Linked DNA regions of Rattus norvegicus: region 2 is linked to region 1. A link is a contact called in public Hi-C data. All regions are on one chromosome and are shown on one strand. Each heading gives the region's core, a stretch centred on a gene start, on an enhancer-like site or on the middle of the called end of the contact. The rest is flanking DNA. Distances are from core to core; before and after follow the strand shown. Region 1 holds the start of Cnot11 (CCR4-NOT transcription complex, subunit 11). Region 2 holds the start of Creg2 (cellular repressor of E1A-stimulated genes 2).

Region 1 (3,840 bases), core at 769-3,268:
TACTAGGATACAAAGGTGTAATCAAGGTGGGAGCTGGTCAGCCAGCAAGAGCTCAGTTAGAGGCCAGCATGGGCTGCACAGCACATTTCAGGACAGCCAAGGCTACACAAAGAAACCCACCAGGTCTCAAAACAAACAAACAAAAGGGGGGGGAGGGTTGACAAGGCAGGGAGGCCAGGGCAGGATGAGAGAGGATCAAACAAAAACAAGCAAAAGTGTAAATTATATATATAAAAAATCTTAATTTTTTTTTTTTTTAAGTAGAGAATCTCAAGGACCAATAAGAATGTCCCAGTCTCTGGCCCTTCCTTACCTGCCAGGGCTAACTGAAGGCCACTAATATCCACAGACTGCCCCATGTTTCCGACATCCATGAGTGCAATCTGGCGAGGTGTCTTTTTGAACAGCTCCCTCGGGGGTGCCAGCATGAGCTGGGAAAGAAAGAACTTTTCTGGCGGAGTTATAGGAGGCAGAAACCCTGCAAACAAAAAATACATGCCGATTTCTCGACAAAGGCTACTTTTAAATTTTCAAAACTTAACTTTAACAGTTAACTTGACACTTAGCTGTTTCCTGCTCGCCACACTGTGAGCCGTTTCGTTTCTATGAACTAAATGTAACTGAGTTCCAGGTAATCGAATATGTACATTTAGTATACTCATATTAGTCCATAAACAAATATATCACTTGAGACAATGTGGACCTATGGAGACGTCAGTGAAACTTGTGGTTATCAAATACTTTGAGTCCTGCAAAGGCTAAAAACTACAATATGGTAGCTTTCTGAAATGCAGCCTGTGACTGGGAGTACAGCTGTACCAGAGTCCTGGGCTAGGCTCGTGGTATAGAGGAAGTGACCCTGGGTTCCATCCTCGGTACATAAGTTAGGGGAGCATCCTCAGATGTAAACCTGTGCCCGATCTTTGCAATGCTGCAATAGTAAACATTCCACAGTATTGCCCGGGACACATACATGCATCTTGGAACGGTTAATTAGAAACAACTTCATCCTCTGCTCCCATGACATTACAGCAGACCAAGGAAGGAGGGAGGCGGCTGCAAAGACTTTAGATGTTGTATAATGCGGATCTCAACCTGCCACTTCTTCAGGTTCTTAATATCGACTTCTTTACTCAGAGGCTTTAAAAAGGGGGTGGACTCTGCCATTGGCTACTCCGCATACCTCAGGACCTTACCTGAACGAACCGTATCTGACATACTTAAAATAAGTCCAGACCATCGGTGGGCTTGTTCGATGCGTTGGCTTTTTCGATTGGGAGGGATCATCTGGGGTGCAGTGAGTTTGAAAAGAAGCTTGCAACTTCTGACTACCCACCCCCATTTTAGTGGAACAAAGTATGGAAAGGGAGGGAGGGTCGATCCTCTCTGAGGAAGCCGAATATGTTCCCAGCCGACGAGCTCCCACAGAACAGCAGGCTGCGGGTCGTACCTGAGAGCGGGGGCCGATCGGGCTCCTGTCCGCCCCGGGCTGGCGGCGCCGGGTTGAGCAGGTGCGCGAAGCTGGCTGCGAACGGGTTAGCGGCGAGCGGCTCGGTGCGGTACATCTCCCAGAGAAGGTAGAGCGCCGTGAGGCGCTGCGCGGCGCTGGGCAGCAGGTCCGGTTGCTGCAGCAGCATCACCAGCACCGAGCCCAGGCGGAAGTGGTCGGCCTTGCTAAAGTAGTGGTGGAAGGCGGTGGACAGGCCCTCGAAGGTGCTGCCGCCGCCTGCCTCCTCCGAGATGATGCTCAGCAGGCTCGAGAGCTCCTTCGGGGTCAGGCTCATCCTGCCCGCGGGGCCTCCACTCCCTGACCCGGGGCCACCTGCTCCGCCTCGGCCTCCGCTCGAGCCCGCCGGGCCACTCCGGAACGCCGCCGCCTCCCGCGCCCCTCTTGGATCCGCTGAGAGAAGCCGGCCAGACGCCGTGCTCGCCCCGCCACCGGGCATCAACCTCGCCCGCCTATCCTGCTTCCCGGCCGAAAGGCCCTGGCGCCGGCTCGCTGCGTCCCCCCGCGGCCGTAAAGCGCACCCTTCTGCGACAGCGTCGCAAACAAAACAGCGCGTAAGTAAGGCGAGCGGAACGGAGAAACAGCGCAAAGCCGGGCCAAGCCGAGGTTCCGGGAACGCGAGTGGGCGGGGCACTGTGCCCGGAAGTGGGCGGGGCGCCGCGGAGGGCGGGGACGCGTGGACTCAGTAATGTAAACTGTGGTAAACTGTGGTTAAAGCCCCATGGAAGCGATCCTAGAGTGGCGGGTGGCGCCAAGCTATCCCAGTCGATCGTACCTAAGTTATAATTTGAAAAATAGGTCTATCTTGTCCGATATAACATCCTTGATGGCTCATGGTGAGATTACCGGCACCAAGAAGGTAGAGGCAGACGAACCCCTGTGAGTTTGAGGCCAGCTTGGTCTACACTGACAGACCCTGTCTCAATCAATCAATAAGAAAGAAACAAAAATCCGAGAAAGTGTCTCAAGAAAAACTCGTTTTCAAAGTCGTTTGTAGTACTTCATTTTTCTTAGCCTGCCCTAGGGCTCTTTTTCTGGCCACCTTGGCTGAATACTGGAAAACCCTGGAAACTTACATTACAGATGACTGTGAGCCACTATGTGGTTGCTGGGATTTGAACTCAGAACCCCTGGAAGAGCAGTCAATGCTCTTAACCGCTGAGCCATCTCTCTAGCCCTGGGAAACTTCTTTTGTACCAACCTCTTGGTCCAGGTCCCAGACACCACTACCTGCTCCCCACTCCCATGCTCTGGGTGGTGACTAGTACCCACTCTAGAATTACAGAAACCAACGGAATGTCATCAGCATCACCTGCTAGCTACCCTGTGCTAAAAATGGCAAACAGTTCAAGAATTTTCTATTTACCGGCTAAAATCCTTAAGGAAATTTTGAGGAACGGGTGTTGAGTATGGCGCATTGTTTAGTTTGCCGTTAAACGTGTGGAGGGATTCTGCCAATGAACGTTACAATCAGCAGAAAATATAACTTGGCAAACGGGGGAAATGATTCAAAATACCTCTATTATTATTATTAATCAACTACGTTCTCTTTGAGCCCTTTTACATTGATTGTATGCTCTATGACAACTACTCTACAATACTAAAACCCACTCAAGCTAGTTATTGTTGTAAATTATTATTAATTAGTAACTTAAATGTTGGTATAGTATGGGTGCTTCAAGATGTTTGGAGGTATTTGAGCACAGCAATACTAGCCCCAAATAGAGCTGATTTTCATCAAGGTTAACACGGTACCAAGAGCTTCTTTATGTTTCCAATCAGTTTGTTTCTAGGACTTCTATGCTATCCCCACAAACAGAGCACATTTTCACAGTAGAAGCTGACTTCCTCTCCCTTCCTGAGGCTGCAAGTCTGGAGTTATCAGCTCTGCAGTCCACCTCTGAAGCCTCAAGGGGAGAATCCTTCCTAGTCTTGTACTAGCTTCTGGCATTTATCCAAAGCCCCCGACCCCCCTTAGGTTAAAGCTTCTTTTGTTAGGTGCCCCTAATTGTTATTAAGTTTCAAACTTAACGTTAACATATCAAAGCTGACCTGGCTGCTGGCTTCCCCCAGCATCCCTCAGTTCCTCCCTAACTGGACATGGCTGGCATACCCCCTCTCTACCGTGAACTCCCCTTCCAGCACAGGCTCTTCCCTCTAGAATCCAGACATTTTGATTACCAGTTCCTTTGTCCCTTTAGACTCCTGATTGCTGCACATGGTCTCCCCCTCTCCCCACAAGGTCCAGCTCAGTCTAGTCATGTCCACTCTGGACGTCCCTGCCTCTACCTACACTCAACCTTTTATCTACAATAAACTTTCTCCCCACAATA
Region 2 (4,024 bases), core at 705-3,204, 130 kb before region 1:
AGCCTGTTGCAGCGGTGTGACCTTCATGGTCAATCTGACTGGATTTAGAACTGTCTGGAAGACGGGGAGGCATGGTTCTGTGTGCATCTGAGGGAATAAACCAGGAAGAGGTTAACACTGGACTACACTGGAGTTACCCTTTCTCTGCTTCCTGATGCACCACAACATGAACCTCTCTGTGCCTTCTGCCCTTCCCCGACATGATGGACCAAAATCCTACTGAATCTGGAGCCAAAATAAGCCTTTCCTCCTCCGATCAGTGTGTTAGGAAATTTGGCTGTAGTGAAAAGGCAGCTAATACAACTGGTCATCAAGACACATCAAATAAATCAATGGGTACCTATCGTTGACCATCTACTAGATAAGGGCAGGAGCCAACGATTTCTCTCAGTCTGACAATAATCTAAATAGATAAGACTGAAGAAAAGTAGGAACTGTCATACTCTGCTAGTGTAATTGCTGTCTAAGCCAGACTGACATCCCGTAACAATTATTTACACAAAATTAACTAGCAACGTTAAACACACTCATGCCCACATCTCGACCTCCAATGGGTCCACAGAAGCAGCCTGCAAATCTGGATAAATACGCTGTCTCCAGCTTTTGCAATCCGGCATCTCGGCGACTCATAGGAATGCAAGAGATCTGAGGGATTCCTATAGAGCTCTAAGATCAAGCTCATTCCATCAGTCACAGCCTAGGCAGAGGAGATGCATGCCTCTGCCACAGCTGGCCAACTCAGGTATGAGGAAAGAGAAGGTGGATTGTTCCTGCCGTGAAAAAGCCACATGGGAACTGAGCTCACCATCTGCAGGTCCTCTTCCTACACTGATAGATCAGTTCAATCCCTTTTCCTTTTCTGGGATTGAAACAGACATCGTTTTCCCTTGAGCAAAGGGAGCGAGGAGAAGCACTCCCCTGACATGAGAGACGCCATGCTTGACATCCAAAATCTGGTAGGGGAGATGTAATGGTCCCCATTCTGCAGAGGTGACAGAGACAGAAGTGTTGGGTGACATGCCGCTATCCCACGATCAGAACACTCAGAACTCGACAGAGCAAGATCTGGATTATTTTTAATCCGGAAGGTGTATTTTAGGGAAGAGGAGTTGTTTTTTATGTTGGATCTTGAGATGGTGTCTCTGGTAGTCTAGGCTAGTCTCAAAGTTGCTTACCTAGCTAAGGCTGACCTTGAAGTCCTTATTCTCCTGCCTCCACCTCCCAAGTGCTGGGAGAACAGGTGTGTGCCATCATACCTGGCTGCAGACCCTGGTGTTTCAGTGACTTCCCATTCTGCCTCTCAAGACATTGGAATGTGTCTTCCCAGGAACAGGGAATGAAGGGGCCTCTGAGGTTGAGGAGAGAGCAGCAGCAGACACCAGCAGAAGCCCGGAGAGTAAGCAAGATGCCACCAATGTTTCAAAGCAGACTGAGAGCAGGGTGGGAAAGGGGAGAGAGAAAGAGCAGCCGGGGCGGCCAGGAAGAGAGAAGTCCCGTGCAGAAGAGAAAGATCGGCTGTATCCATACTGGCAGGGTGCTCTGACCACCAGGCATACAGGAAGAGCAGCTGGATGGGTCACAAGAGCTCTCACAGGAGGACACGATGTAGGAAAAACTCAAATCCTACTGCAAGTTAGTGCAGGACTCTTGAGTTTTAGGAATACAAGCTATAGGAAAGGTTCCGGGGTGGGACAAAGACTGGATGTCATAAGAACAGGTAAGAAATTATAATTACTTTGAAATTATTTTGATATCTATTAAACTTCTTCCCGGAACAAGATGTTTTTAAAATACGCTATGTCTATGTCGCCAGCCACAAGACACCACGGACTGGGTGAGTGATGTGGGTGTATTGTGGTTCACGGTTCTGGGGAGGTGATGGGGTGCAGGAACTGAGTCTGGTGATGCCCTCCTGAAGTTAAGCGACTTGGTAGAGTCGCACAGCTGAAGAGCGGAGGAGTGCATTGAGCCTGAGTTATGAACGCCCACCCTCTGGCTGCAAAACGCTTGCCATCCTGCAGAAAACCAAGACATTCCGTGGCACGCGTGGACTCTGCGCCCAGCAGCGGCGGTGGGCGCAGCCGAGGGGACTCTGGTCTTGCAGCAGACGTGGGTTCTCACCGGGGTGTGAGGCAATAAGGAGACCTTGGCCCGGGGCTGATCAAGACCCCATACACACACCCGGGAATCCTACCGCGGGGAGAAGAGGTTCCGCCTCACGCTCCGCCGCAGGGGGGCGCCCCTGGCTGGCAGCTGCTTGGCTAGTGGTCCCCGCCACAGGGCGCGTCGCCTTCAAGAAGATGTCGCTGTCCGGCGGGGAGAGCCCTGCTTGGCCAGCGACTCGCCTGTCCTGGTTGCTATGCTGCAGCGCCCTGTTGTCCCCGGCCGCCGGCTACGTGATTGTGAGCTCCGTGTCCTGGGCTGTCACCAACGAGGTAGACGAGGAGCTGGACAGCGCGTCCACCGAGGAGGCGCTGCCCGCGCTGCTGGAGGACTCGAGCAGCATCTGGCAGCAGAGCTTCCCGGCCTCGGCGCACAAGGAGGACACGCACCTGCGGCCTCGGGGCTCCGCCCGCGCCAGGCCCGCACCGGCCGCGCGTGGCATGTTCTCCTACCGGCGGGAGAGCGGCTCATCCGAGGCATCCCCCGGCCCCAGGGTGCATGCCGGCACCGCCCGCTCCCTAGCCCACGCTAGCTCCTGGGGCTGTCTGGCCACGGTGTCCACCCACGAAAAGGTAAACCAGAGGTCGGGAGGTGGGGGCGGTGCGCGTCTCCTTCCCAGGACGCAGGGCAACTCGGGTTTCACAGGTGCATGGACTGTAAATGCCCTGTGAATAACGGAACCGGAGTGTGCTTGGGTCGGTCCATCCAGCCAAGTGCATGTGAGTGGGGAGGAAGGCGACGCTGGGAAACAGCCTGGTGGTTAGTGACTGAATCCCTGTATTAAGATGGCCAAAGCGATGATCAGATAAACAGCGACAAGCTGGAAACCTGGAACGCAGACAGGATCGCCTTTGGAATCACAGATGAGGCGCATCCAGCTCCTGCAGACTCGGACAGTCCTGCAGACAGGCTCTGGCACCGCCTCCCACACCAAGTGGGTGTGGAAGTAGACATTAACACTTTAAAAAAAAAATGTAACTCGGATTTTTTAGGAAGACGACTTAGGCAAAGGGTAACTGCTGGAGGAGCCGTTTCAGCTGCAATTCGTCTCTTTCGGTCTACAGAACTATATCCACATTTTAACCTGCTTCCATCCAGAATGGCATGGAGGGGTGCCGCATTCCATCAGAATACCCCCCCCCCATCCCCGGAAAGCTTCTAGTCCTGTCTGGTAAACAGAGATGTGGTCCTAGCTCCTGTTTAATCTGTGCACGGAAGGGCTAACATCTTTATTATATATCACACCGCGTGGGAGTCGGATTCTTGCCACAGCTCTGGGTCTCACTAACCCCAACTCAGTCAAAGCATCCTGCTTTCCCACCCATAAAATTCAGAAATTCGCTGGTAGGAGCTTGAAAGTTCTTTTTTTTTTTTCTTTCCCTTAAAAAAAAAATCATCTAGTGACAGCTTTATCCTAATAATGGCAACAATCTTGTCATTTTTATGTCAGAATCTAAGCCAGTTCTGTATTCCCGGGGTTCAAATAGTTCTTACATGCCTGACATATACCTTAATAGGGGACAGACTTTAAATATGAAGCTAGTCTTGGTTTACAACAAATCGTTTCAGACAATTAAAAAAAATCTACTGCCTGAAGCAAGGGACGTGGAATGATTGAGAATCTGAATTATTCAACCTCCAGAACCCGTGTTCTTTTCAGTGTTTGTTTCTCTTCTTGTTTAAAGTGCCAAGCAGGGTGTCGTTAATTTGTAATCACAGGACTGAGATGGTTGAGACAGGTGGGATCTTTAGGGCTTGCCCTCAAGCTAGCCTAGCCTACTCTGGGAGTTCCAGGCCAGCAAGAGACTCTTTCTAAAACACAACAGTCCTGGACCCTGAAGAAAGACACCAGGAGGCCAGG

The links. Hi-C and Micro-C count contacts between places; a contact is called where the count stands out from the background.
Region 2: a Hi-C map of liver shows a contact between it and region 1, with 3 times the contacts expected there. The contact joins the promoter of Creg2 here to the promoter of Cnot11 in region 1. A contact is called at or near these places in 4 of 12 Hi-C or Micro-C datasets (Schwann cells, liver and mammary epithelial cells).

The regions. Positions count from the first base shown.
Region 1 is chr9:49,308,802-49,312,641 of GRCr8, reverse strand. It overlaps Cnot11 (CCR4-NOT transcription complex, subunit 11), which reads right to left and starts at 2,018. Exons shown (of 7, transcript NM_001108794.2): 1 at 1,451-2,018; 2 at 314-478. The coding sequence starts at 1,946. It overlaps LOC134480362 (a long non-coding RNA gene), which reads left to right and starts at 2,155. Exons shown (of 2, transcript XR_010054765.1): 1 at 2,155-2,366; 2 at 3,290-3,840.
Region 2 is chr9:49,439,063-49,443,086 of GRCr8, reverse strand. It overlaps Creg2 (cellular repressor of E1A-stimulated genes 2), which reads left to right and starts at 1,954. Exons shown (of 3, transcript XM_008767069.3): 1 at 1,954-2,735. The coding sequence starts at 2,301.